2 separate regions of the Sminthopsis crassicaudata genome follow, and region 1 is linked to region 2. The links are chromatin contacts, called in public Hi-C maps. All regions are on one chromosome and are shown on one strand. The core of a region is the stretch at or near the end of the contact, and the rest is flanking DNA. Distances in the headings are between cores, read along the strand shown. Region 1 holds the start of POMT2 (protein O-mannosyltransferase 2). Region 2 holds the start of AHSA1 (activator of HSP90 ATPase activity 1).

What was found. Hi-C and Micro-C count contacts between places; a contact is called where the count stands out from the background.
Region 1: a Hi-C map of hippocampus shows a contact between it and region 2, with 2.1 times the contacts expected there. The contact joins the promoter of POMT2 here to the promoter of AHSA1 in region 2. A contact is called at or near these places in 2 of 2 Hi-C or Micro-C datasets (fibroblasts and hippocampus).

Annotation. Positions count from the first base shown.
Region 1 is chr2:310,739,616-310,745,470 of ASM4859323v1, reverse strand. It overlaps POMT2 (protein O-mannosyltransferase 2), which reads right to left and starts at 3,989. Exons shown (of 21, transcript XM_074289898.1): 1 at 3,627-3,989; 2 at 2,224-2,308. The coding sequence starts at 3,886. GSTZ1 (glutathione S-transferase zeta 1) reads left to right here and starts at 4,190. Exons shown (of 9, transcript XM_074289899.1): 1 at 4,190-4,327. The coding sequence starts at 4,310.
Region 2 is chr2:310,601,950-310,607,153 of ASM4859323v1, reverse strand. AHSA1 (activator of HSP90 ATPase activity 1) reads left to right here and starts at 1,688. Exons shown (of 9, transcript XM_074289893.1): 1 at 1,688-2,071; 2 at 4,368-4,558. The coding sequence starts at 1,893. VIPAS39 (VPS33B interacting protein, apical-basolateral polarity regulator, spe-39 homolog) reads right to left here and starts at 2,117. Exons shown (of 19, transcript XM_074289890.1): 1 at 1,979-2,117.

The DNA of each region.
Region 1 (5,855 bases), core at 2,740-5,239, 140 kb before region 2:
AAAAGAAATGGAAGAGAAATGCCTACTGTCCACCCTGATTTGCAACTGGATGGATTGCTCTTCATACATTGATCCTTCAGGGACTTTATATATATATATATATCTTAGACAATGAAATGAGATATATATATCTTAGACAATGAAATGAGCCCAGCATTGACTGGAGGAAAAGTGTCGCCTAGATTGCATTTATAATCTTATATAGCACCCCTAGTGACTCCAAGCATCTTCCTAAAATAAAGACATCCTTTTAATACTAATAAGTTTTAGTGAATCTGTAAGACTGCAAATCATGACAAAATTCATACCAAAAAACACTATAAAGTCACCAGTGAAATGCATGACCTGAAAATGGACATGGGCCAATCATAAAGCAAGAGCAATATAAGACTGATAAAGAGTCTATGTGTTATATGAATACTCAAATAATGTCAAAGGACCTTTAGGAAGGTCATAAGACACTAAATAGACACCACTACCACCTTCCAACCAAAGGATTTATGGGACCAGAAAAGATTACATAGAATGGGAAGGTGTGGATAAGAGAAATACAAAATATTGGCAGTGCTCATGCATTCATTGAAGTTAATTCTGAAGAGGAAAAGAAAAAAAAAAAAAAGCTTTGAAAAGGTATTTAGGTCTAAATAACTGTTTAAGTAAGGGCTAAGATGCTATCTGAATCTGAAAGATTTTGCAGCAAGAGATTCCAAGGTGCAATAAATTCAGTATTTACTTTGTATCCAAGTGTGTCCATTCCTCTGCTAAGTGCTACAGGGGATTTAAAAGAAATATGTTCCTATTGTTGCATTACAAAAGTTTCTAACAAAATCAGGAACTCTGAATTTATTATTTCTCTAGGAAGTGTCCTAAACAGTAGCTGCCTGGATTCTAGGTCCCTTGGAATAGAGTACAAGGGGAAAAAAAAATTTCTTGTCTTTTTCTTTCTAGAAGTAATTACAGATAGCTGTAATCACCAAGAATTTTTGAGCTTGATGAAAACTCTCAAAACCCTATCTTCAGTTGAGGGCAACATAATCTAAGACTTCTCCAGGTTTAGGAGAAGTCAAGGGAAGAGCTCAACCCAAATCTAGCACCACCTGGCAACTTTTTATTTTATTCTAAATCAGTGGTCCTCAAACTTTTTAAATAGGGGGCCAGTTCTCCCTCAGACTGTGGGAGGGCCGGACTATAGTAAAAACAAAAGCTCACACTCTGTCTTCACCCCTTAGCCCATTTGCCATAACTCGTCGGGCCCCATAAACGGTCTCTGTGGCTGCATCTGGCCCAAGGGCTGTAGTTTGAGAACCCTGCTCTATATGGTCATCTCTGTAGTTTCTTTCATCAGTTGGAATTGCAAGCAGATAAGTTAGCCCCACTCTAACTACAGTCCTGTTTAAAATAAAATTTGAAAGTATGTCTCTGACAATATGCCACCAGTTCCTACAGCCTTCTACTTTCAGGCTTACATCAGCACTACCATGTTTCTCTATGCCCTTCATCAAATGAGATACTACTTATAACAAGTTTAGCACTGTACCTGGCACACACCCTTTCCTCTTAGCCCACTCCCATGCACTCTAAAGTCTACACTGTGTACTATATTTAACTTTGCCATAATCCTAACGCAAAATAGTACACTTATTCAAATTTACCTTCCCTTTCCCTCTACCCAAATCAACACTTCCATTACTTCAATAGAGGCTGACTACTGGGAAAAGAAAATCTGACAACTAATTTACACAAATATGTAGATAAAGGTAAACCCTTAGCCCTCACGTACTTGTTTGCAATTTTATAAACAGATTTGTGGAAAACAAATGATCGTCTAGATGGCAAAAATTTTAGGGTAGTAGGACAAAGTGAATGAAGAAAAAATACCAGGGGAATAGATTTTGAGTAGGAAGAGTACTATCTCGGCAAGTTAGCCTTGATTCAAGGTTCCAACCCCAAATTAAGCTGAAGCATTTCACCAATTCTTTCCTTTTTTCTACTTTAAAGCAGGGGAAAAAAACCAAACCCAGATTCTCAGAAAGAAAATTATCCATCAGGGTGGGAGTAAGGAGAGAGGTTGGAGGGGCGTGGAGATGACAGGAGGGCTTCGCTAGCTCACTGTTCTTGAAGGCTACAGTATGTGACATGGTACCTACCCCAGAGAACCAACCAACCACGCAACTAACTGAAGAGACTTCACAGCCCACACAGCAAAAAAACAGAGCTCCTCACCTTTCCCAGAGGTGGGTGAATATCAAAGAAAAAGGTCCGATTGATATAGTAACTTCCCATTTTTCCAAAATGAGTTTCATCCCAACTGCAGCAAAAAGAAAAGAAAAAGGTGACTTAGTAGTAACAGCAAACTATCCAGCTCCTGCAATTATACCTTTAAATGAGCTAGTATAAATCACGTCACATCAAAGTAAGGATGGTTCTCCTTGTCTGCTCTCTTCCTCTCCTCTCAGGTTCAAGAAAAGGTGATAACGGTGGTTATCTAACGGTATGAGATGGTTTTCTAATTCAGTTTCTATAAGCACAAAGTTACCCACAAGCCACACATGTGCTAGAAAATGTTTTTATTTCTCATGGAACGTGGGCGGGGAAGGTTGTAAACATCATTAGGATTCAAGACTGCATCACAAATTATTATCTCTTTAAGCAAATGAACAGATGGGCGTTCCCAAAGCTATACTTGAAGACTGGTTCATTAATCCTCCGCTTTGCCTAAATTACCCTTTCCTGCTTCATTTTTCACATCACCGTTTAGTTACAGTAACCAAGAAGCAGTTGGATTCGTTGGCCATTTACAAGTTGTACTAGGCGGCAGCTAGGTGGCAGCTAGGTGGCGCAGTGGACAGAGCACCAGCCCTGAATTCAGGAGGACCCGAGTTCAAATCTGGTCTCAGACACTTAACACTTCCTAGCTGTGTGACCCTGGGCAAGTCACTTAACCTCAGCCTCAGGGAAAAAATAATAATAATAATAATAAACAAATAAATAAATAAATAAAAGTTGCATTAAGGTCTAATTGAAGCCCAATTTTTTTAACCTTCTGTAAAAGAAATATTCAACTGAATATTTAAACAGAGAACCAAACACAATCTATTCCTACGAGGCAATTCCAGAACTTGTTTCCCAGAAATCTTGATATGGGAACAAGGGCAAAAAAAAATCTCTGCAGCAGCTGCATAAAAATTTAGGATAGTACCTGGTGAAAACAGGTGTCTCAACGCCTTTCTCTAAATCACTAGACTAAATTTACTGCACATGGAAAACTGGGGGGGGGGGGGAGGGGAGGATCCTAAATGCATTAAATAATTTATGTATTGATGGTTAATAAATAGGGGAGAGGAATCCCAAATCACTTTTTAAAAATAGACTAGCAAGACAGAAAATATATATTCTTTTTTTCTAGGTAGGAAGTTTTACACAGACTGACAAGCGGAATAGAATGCTGGTGTCTCAGCCCTGAAAAATTCATTCATTCAACAGGTGAAAAGTTTTTGTAGAATAAGGCTGAACCACCCACTCATTGGCAAGCCTCTCCTCCAATCACGGCTCGTCCCCTTAACCTGCTCAGCCAATCATACGGCTACTCGTCCCCTCCCCGTTGCCATGGTGTCCCGGCCTCTCACCAGACGTGCGCCGGCTCGTGCAACCGGTGGAAGCGAGTGGCGAAGGCCAGCGTGGTGACCGCGGCTAGCAGGACCCACCCCATGACCTGCCCGGGGATCTTTGGTTTCAATTGTGGAGTCAGCTTAGGGCACAGGCCGCTATCCCCGGCGGCAAGCTCCGGCCCTGACGCTGCAGCCCCGGAAGACTTCATCTTGCCGCGGCCCCGACGGAAGCGAAGCCCGGACTCAGCCGGGCCTACTCCCACCGCCGCCGGACTCATATTTCCTCGGTTCGGTCCAGGCCCGGAGAGAGCCCTTCTCTCCTCTCCCGCCTCAGCACGAGGCGGCCTGGGAAATGTAGTTCTCCCGTTGCTAGCTCCTCCCTCTAGCCCAACAATAGTCTATAGCGTGGGGCATTGTGGGAATAGTAGTTCTTAGCAGGCACCCCGGAAGTCTTAAGCAAGGCACAACACTATGGGAAAGGTAGTTTTATGTGCTGTCGTGTTAGGAAGGAGAAAATGAAAGGAAAGAGTAGGGAGAACTACCACTCCCAAGAGCACAAGAAAGCCCCTAAAATATAAAAGGAATTTAATCCAACCTTGTTTAAAGGGGTTGGATTAAGAAACAGATCCAGACAAGTCAAGTGGCTTGCACATGCTGTCCGGCGAGTCCCAGGCGTGAAGTTTCTTGAGCACAAAGGGTCCATGATGCAGGCAGGAAAGGTCTGTGCACAACTGGGAGGGCTTAACGGAGAGGCCTAGATGTTTGGGGTTCGGGGGAAAATGGTGGCTTTCTCTCTTTTGGCTCTCTCCCTCCCATCCTGCTCCTCTCCCCACCTTCCGTCTGCCCCAGAACTAAAGCAAGCCACCAGAAAGCGCCCTTTGTCCCTCCGGAGTAGCGATTTCGACGCGCTCTAAATCTGAGGCAGCCCCAAGTGCATCCTGGGAAATGTAGTTTCGAGGACTCCAACCCTTAAAAAAAAATCTATCTAAACTAGCTCTGCGAATACACGGAGTCTCATCACAGCGCCCTCCGCTGGTAGAGACCATTGAAGCCCAAAAAAAGACGATTACTTACAAGGACAAAAGAAAAGAATCAACCACAAAATCAGAACTAATTATAATCATTTCTGTAGTGCTTTACAATTTGCAAACTCCTTGACAAACATATCATTTTATCCTTTCAAAACCTGGAAAACAGGCAGGATTATTATACCTATTTTGCAGATGAAGAAACTGAGTCACAAGAGAAGTTAATAGACTTGCCCACGATCTCTCAGCTAGGACAGAACAGACACGGGATTTTAACCAAGGCGTTTATCAAGGATTTATCCAACTGGCTGCTTCAAAACCTAGTAATGAGGTCTCCTGACTCCCAGCAAGGACACAGATATTAGAGTCCCTCCTCACCGAGGCCTCTCCCTATTCTTTTATTTATTTAGGTTTTTTTTGACTAGGTGAGAGGCCTCAATTGCTACCCAGCCTTAATCACTTGAATGGGTGTTGCCTCAAGACCTTAGTTTCTCCCCAGGCACCCTGGCCATCTCCAGGCACTGGACCCAGTTGGCTCTGCAGGGGAAGGTGAGGCAGGTGACCTCTCTCACTTAAATATGTTTCATTTGTACATCATGGCATCGCCTCCCAGACTTCATTCTTCGAGAATGAAGGACAATTTGGAGTATATTTTTTCCTGTATGAATGAGGTGGTAAAATGGTTAGTGAGACAGCCTCGCAACTAAGAGGACTTGGTTCAACTCTGGCCCTCATGCATACATTTTTAAAAACAATGCCTTGTGTCAGAAACTTAAATGTCAGCTCATCTGTTTGGCTTTTAAAGCACAGAGTGCCACAGCTCCTTTCCTATCTTTCCAGTCTTCTTATACTTTTCTCCATTACTTTACCATCCAGAGACCCTAACCTAACTGTTCCTCAAACAAAGCACTCTTAGCATGATGTCTGGGACACAGTGTGAGCTTAGTAAATGTTTGTGGACTTGACGGGAGGGGCTCTGGTCCACTCTGAGAGCTTTCCTCAGAATTCACTGGTCCACCATTCAGGAAAGCTGGGAAAACACAGGCCTTCTGGCAGTTTGGTGACTCAGTGGAGAGATTGCTGGGCCTGAATTCAGATCCAACTTCAGATGCTATCTCTATGACCCAGTAAGTCACCAACTGCTGTTTGCTTTAATTCACTGGAGAAAGAAATGAATGCCAGGCACTCTTATCTCTGCCAAGGAAAACACCATACAGTC
Region 2 (5,204 bases), core at 439-2,938:
GACAGCTAGGTGGCACAAGTGGTTATGATGCTAGGCCTGAAGTCAGGAAGACTTGTTTTCCTGAATTCAAATCTGGCCTCAGACACTTATTAGCTGTGTGATCTTGGGCAACATATTTAACCCTATTTGCCTTAGTTTCCTCATCTGTAAATTGAGCTAGAGTAGGAAATGACAAACTATTCCAGTATTTTTGCCAAGAAAATTCCAAATGAGGTCTTGAAGAGTTGGACTGAAAAACTATTCCCGGAGCCACTTACTAGGGATCTACTTCTGATGGGCAGAATTGATCCCTTCATGTGAGAGGATGATAAGGATACAAGGAGACTGTGAGGTAGTTCCATTCTCTGACTTCTTTCCTCCCATTCATTTCATTCCCAATTCCCAAGCAACATCTGCTTAAAGAATGATTTACAATTCCTTCAAGTGTGTTATGATTTGCAGCTGTGGGGCTTTAGAAGAACACCAAGCCATCTCTTAATGGTGCAGTCCCCTTTAACCTTTCTGAGTTTTGTACTTAGGTGTGGTCCTTAACAAAAAAAGACTGTACAGCAAGAAAGATGAAGTAAGCAGAAGTGGGAATAAAAATTACATGGTACAACAGTATAAAGTGAAAGACATGATAAGAAAACAAACAAAACCAAATGCTGTAAAATTATGACTATGCTTGGTCCCAAAGAAGAAAAAGAGATTACATAGCCTTGCTTCTTTAAATGAAAATAAATAAATAAATAGATGAGGAGATAAATAAATAAATAAAGGGGTTTGGAGCTATGTGTGTGAAACACTGCATATAATGTTTGATTTGGTTGGAGTGCTGGATTTTGAATTTTTTTTCAATAGTATTTTATTTTTCCAAATACATGTAAAGATAGTTTTTAACAATCATTTTTGTCAAACTTTGTTGAACTGTTAATTTCTATTAAAAGAAAAAAAAAAGGAGGGGGGAAGATATGTTGGGAAATAGATGGGGGAAAAAACAACACAAAATTTTTAAAGAGGGTTCAATTCTATAGTGGGTGGAAATTATAAGGAAGTGAGTTAACAAACCTACCAAAAAAGCATTCAAAAAATAAAATCCCATGTACCTTAAATATAGAAAAGAATTCATCTAAGGATGAAGGATGCTAAGTCCTGGGGAGATATGGTTAACCTTCTTAAATCGGTGGGACAAGGGCTAGTATCCGTGCGTTTTCACTTGCAGTCTCTAACTCTTCATTACATGGAAGCAGATCATTACAATGGAAATAGTAATGGACTTTGGAGCTCTGTCCAACATACACCAACCCCAAGCAAATGCAGCTGGGGGAAACAACAACCTTAGTTCAAGTCGGCGTTCGAAACCCTCTTCTCTGGGCACGTTTCCTCCTGGGTCAAACGGGAGAATAAGAGCAGTTACCTCCCGGGAGTGCAGTCAGGGTTAAAGGAGAGATTTGCAATTACCGAAGAAGCCGCGCTGCAGACATCTCATTTTATCCTCACAATAGCCCCGGGAGGGGAGTTATTATCCTCATGCTGCAGATGGACAAACTGAGGCAGAAGTGATCACAACTTGCTCAGGTCACACACCTGGGAGTCTGAGGCAGGATTTCAACTAAAGAGCTTTCTGATTTGGGGCTCTCTCCACTCCGCCCCCATTCGCCCATACTTGGACACTGATAACTGCAGAGAGGCCCGTTCCCACCCGCCTGCAGGAACTAAGAGGAGGGGACGGGAAAGGTAGGGGTGGGGGCGAATACCGGGGGACAGGAAGGGGCAGACCTAGGGGGCGCTCAGCAGCCCCTGCTTCCCTCAGGATTCCCCTGCCTTCCCCCCAGACACCTCGAGGGAGAAGGGGAAGGCATCCCAGAGGGACGTGAAGGGAGGGGACGTTAGTTTAAGGAGGGGACGAGAGAATGTCAAGAAGCCACAGCGAAAACTGCGCAGTGGCCAGCGGGGAACCGAAGGGCGAGGGGCACAAGGGGCGGCCTGAACCCCTTACCTCTTCCGCATCGGCCCCTCCCTCTCAGGGCTCCGCAGCAGTCACTCAACCTCAGCCCGCCGAGCCTTCCTCGTCACACGACGCAGCCCAAAGGTAAGGGGAAGAGGGAGAGAAGAACCATCCAGGGAGGGGGTCCGGCCGCACGGCATGCTGGAAGTTGTCGTTTTCCTCTCTCCCCCTCCTTTTTCCGGCTCGCCCTCGACTTTGGTCCTGAGGACTACAATGCCCACAAACTGAATTGGGCAGGGCGGGTGGGCTCGGGACGCTTCCCTATTTTGCAACGCCTTCTTCCGCCGGACATGGAGGGGGCAGGTAAACAAAAACTACAATTCCCAGAGAGCCTCGCTCAGTGCTTTCACCCCTCATTGCGTGGGTGAGAAGCCAGGAGAAGAGTTATAGTTTCCGGCATGTGGTACAGATGGGTTATCCAGGGTTCTTCCCACATAAGTAATTGCATATGTGCACTAGTCGTGAGGGAGAGGGGCGGTTTAGCAAATGGGGAATAGGCCGGAACCCTTGGAATTGGGGCATCGTGCCCCGCGGAAAGTTGGAGCGGAAGTACCTGGTGGAAGTAGGCCGAAAGAGAAGTAGGAGGAAGAGGAGGAGGAGGAGGAGGATCCGGAAGCTTGCGGAGGAGAGCGGAGAAGGTTGGGCTGGGGTGGGGGGGGAAGGTGGAGGGAAAAGCGAGCCGGGAGGCGCTGCGCCCGCTTCTAGTAATTTCCAGGCGCTGCCGGGCGGCTGGGGCCGGGGCCGGGCGGGAGCCTGCGGCAGTAGAATCCGAGACCAGATGGCCAAGTGGGGCGAGGGTGACCCACGCTGGATCGTGGAGGAGCGGGCAGACGCTACTAACGTCAATAACTGGCACTGGTAAGTGCAGGAAGGAGCAGTGGCCGGAGAGGGGCCTGGGCTCGGGCGGCCCCGGAGCGGCGCTCTGCCCGGTGCTCTGCTGCATGTGGAGCGGGGACCGTGGGGATGGAGGAGGAGGAGAGGCGGCCCCCGGACAAAGCGTGGCCCCGGAGACGGCGCCCTCCTCGGCCCGGGCAAACTAGCCTTCCCTGGAAGCCGGGCCCGGTCCGCGCCGGCCCCCGAGCGCTTGCAGAGGAGAGTTCCGGGGACGCACGTTTCCTCCCCCCACGTGTTGGTGAAGGAGGGTGGGATCCGCCACAACGAGACAGCCGGGGAATCGTGGCGAGAGCGGTGCCAGGGGACCTGGGCAGAGGACGTCCTCGGGTCCGTAATGCCTTCTCTCTCGTCCCCCGGAAGGATCAGCCCTGTGCTGAGGGACGCGGCCCATCGCCGCGGGGCTGGAGAGCTCCCGCCTGGGTCACCGCGGCCCGGGGATCGGGCTGCTTCTCCCTCCCGGGCCTAGCTCCAGTGTCATTTCCTTAAGGCCGCCTTCGCTGGACGAGCCTCTCCTCCACCCCCTTTGTCGCTCACACACCCCCAGAAGCGCTAGCCTTCCTCCGAATTCTTTGTGCCTCCTCGCAGCGCGCCGGGCTTTGTTTTAGTTGCCGTGGACGGCTCCCAGTGTTAGCACCGAAGGGTATGTGGGACTGCGCGAATGCCCTAGCCTTCTTCTCGGACTGCTGCCGTACTTGTTGAATGCATGAGTTCTTAGTTTTCTGAAACAGCGTGTTCGCGTTCCGTGTTTTACAGACAACCACGCGGATTTTTTTTATTGACTGCTCTTTGACATGTAGGTGAAAAGAATTTGTGCTGCCCCGAAGCTCTATACGAGGAGTGTTAGCGGTACTAGCCCTGTATTCTCTCATCTTTACCACTCTGAAAGGAGCAAACAGGTTGCGTTTTAAAAACCATACCCCGCTCCCTTCTGTGGTACCAAACTGCAAAAGGACCTCCCCCAGCTCATGGTGATTTCCAAACCACCGCCCACCTCTGGTTGTGTTTCTTTGTTAATGTTTCCCAATTGCATTCGAAGGTGATTCTGGGGCGTGCGGGAGTTTTCTGGGCCCCAAGTGTGACACCTCCTTTCTCACGGTGTGATGCAGGGCTACTGCTTGTTAGCGCAATCACTGGTCCGGGCCTCCCACTGACCTGTTACTTTATTACTACTACTGTACCCACAAACCGTACTTCTGAGTTTGGTAGTGTCTTACAAATATAACCGATCACAAGGGGAATTGCTTTGAGTGTCAGGTTACTCATATCAGAGCACATGGTTAATAAGTAGCATTATAATACTTAGAAACATTGTAGATGAGGGAGAAGAAGGGGGTGGGTTCATTGGAATCCCATCTCTGGATATTTAATAACTGGACGATTTGATAAATTATCTGAACCTTAGTTTGCTCATCTGTCTCTTCATACAGTGGGTTGATTCTAAACAGTTGCTGTCTAGAGGATTCCATGGTTGTGTTCTCCTTTTTAGGACTGAGAGGGATGCTTCAAACTGGTCCACCGACAAGCTGAAATCCCTGTTTTTGGCGATCCAAGTGCAAGGAGAAGAAGGCAGTTGTGAGGTGACAGAAGTGAGCAAGCTCGATGGAGAGGCATCAATAAACAACCGAAAGGGCAAACTCATCTTCTTCTATGAATGGACCATCAAACTGAATTGGACAGGTGGGTGCACACCAGCTTTCTGGAAGGGTAAGGGTGTCTGTATTTTATTTTGAATGCTAATGACTCCAGCACCTGGCACAGAACTTTGTTCATAGCTGTCACTTGGTAAATATTTGTTAAACAGCTGAAAGCTGTTTGTTACAACCTGAAACCATCTTTGTGAGAAATACGTGCTGCCTTGAAGCTTTGTGGAAGGCACATTAGTTGTATATTCTAAAATCTCTAACTCTGTCAGTCAGTGAACAAGTTGCATTTTTTTTTTTTAAACATCCTCCAGATTCCTTCAAACAGGTAAGTACGTCTGTCTCTAAAATAATATAGAACGTTTCATTTGTGCTACTTCTAATTTCCTGGGCATTAGGGAAAATCTTAGTTCTAGTCAAGGTCTCCAATCAATATTTCTCTACAGTACTCACTTCACAATTTTTCATGAAGGATATTTGTGATCGTAACCTGCTTGCCACTGAACCTTCTTTTGTGATATCTAGGGAATGAACTCTAGAGAGAGGCAACATGGCATAGTGAATAAAGAAGTGTTTCTGATGTCAGGAAGATTCGGTTTAAATCTTGCTTTTGACATACTGGCTATATTAAATAGATTGAATAACTTAGACAGCTCTAAGCCAGTTGAGCCAGAACAAATGTG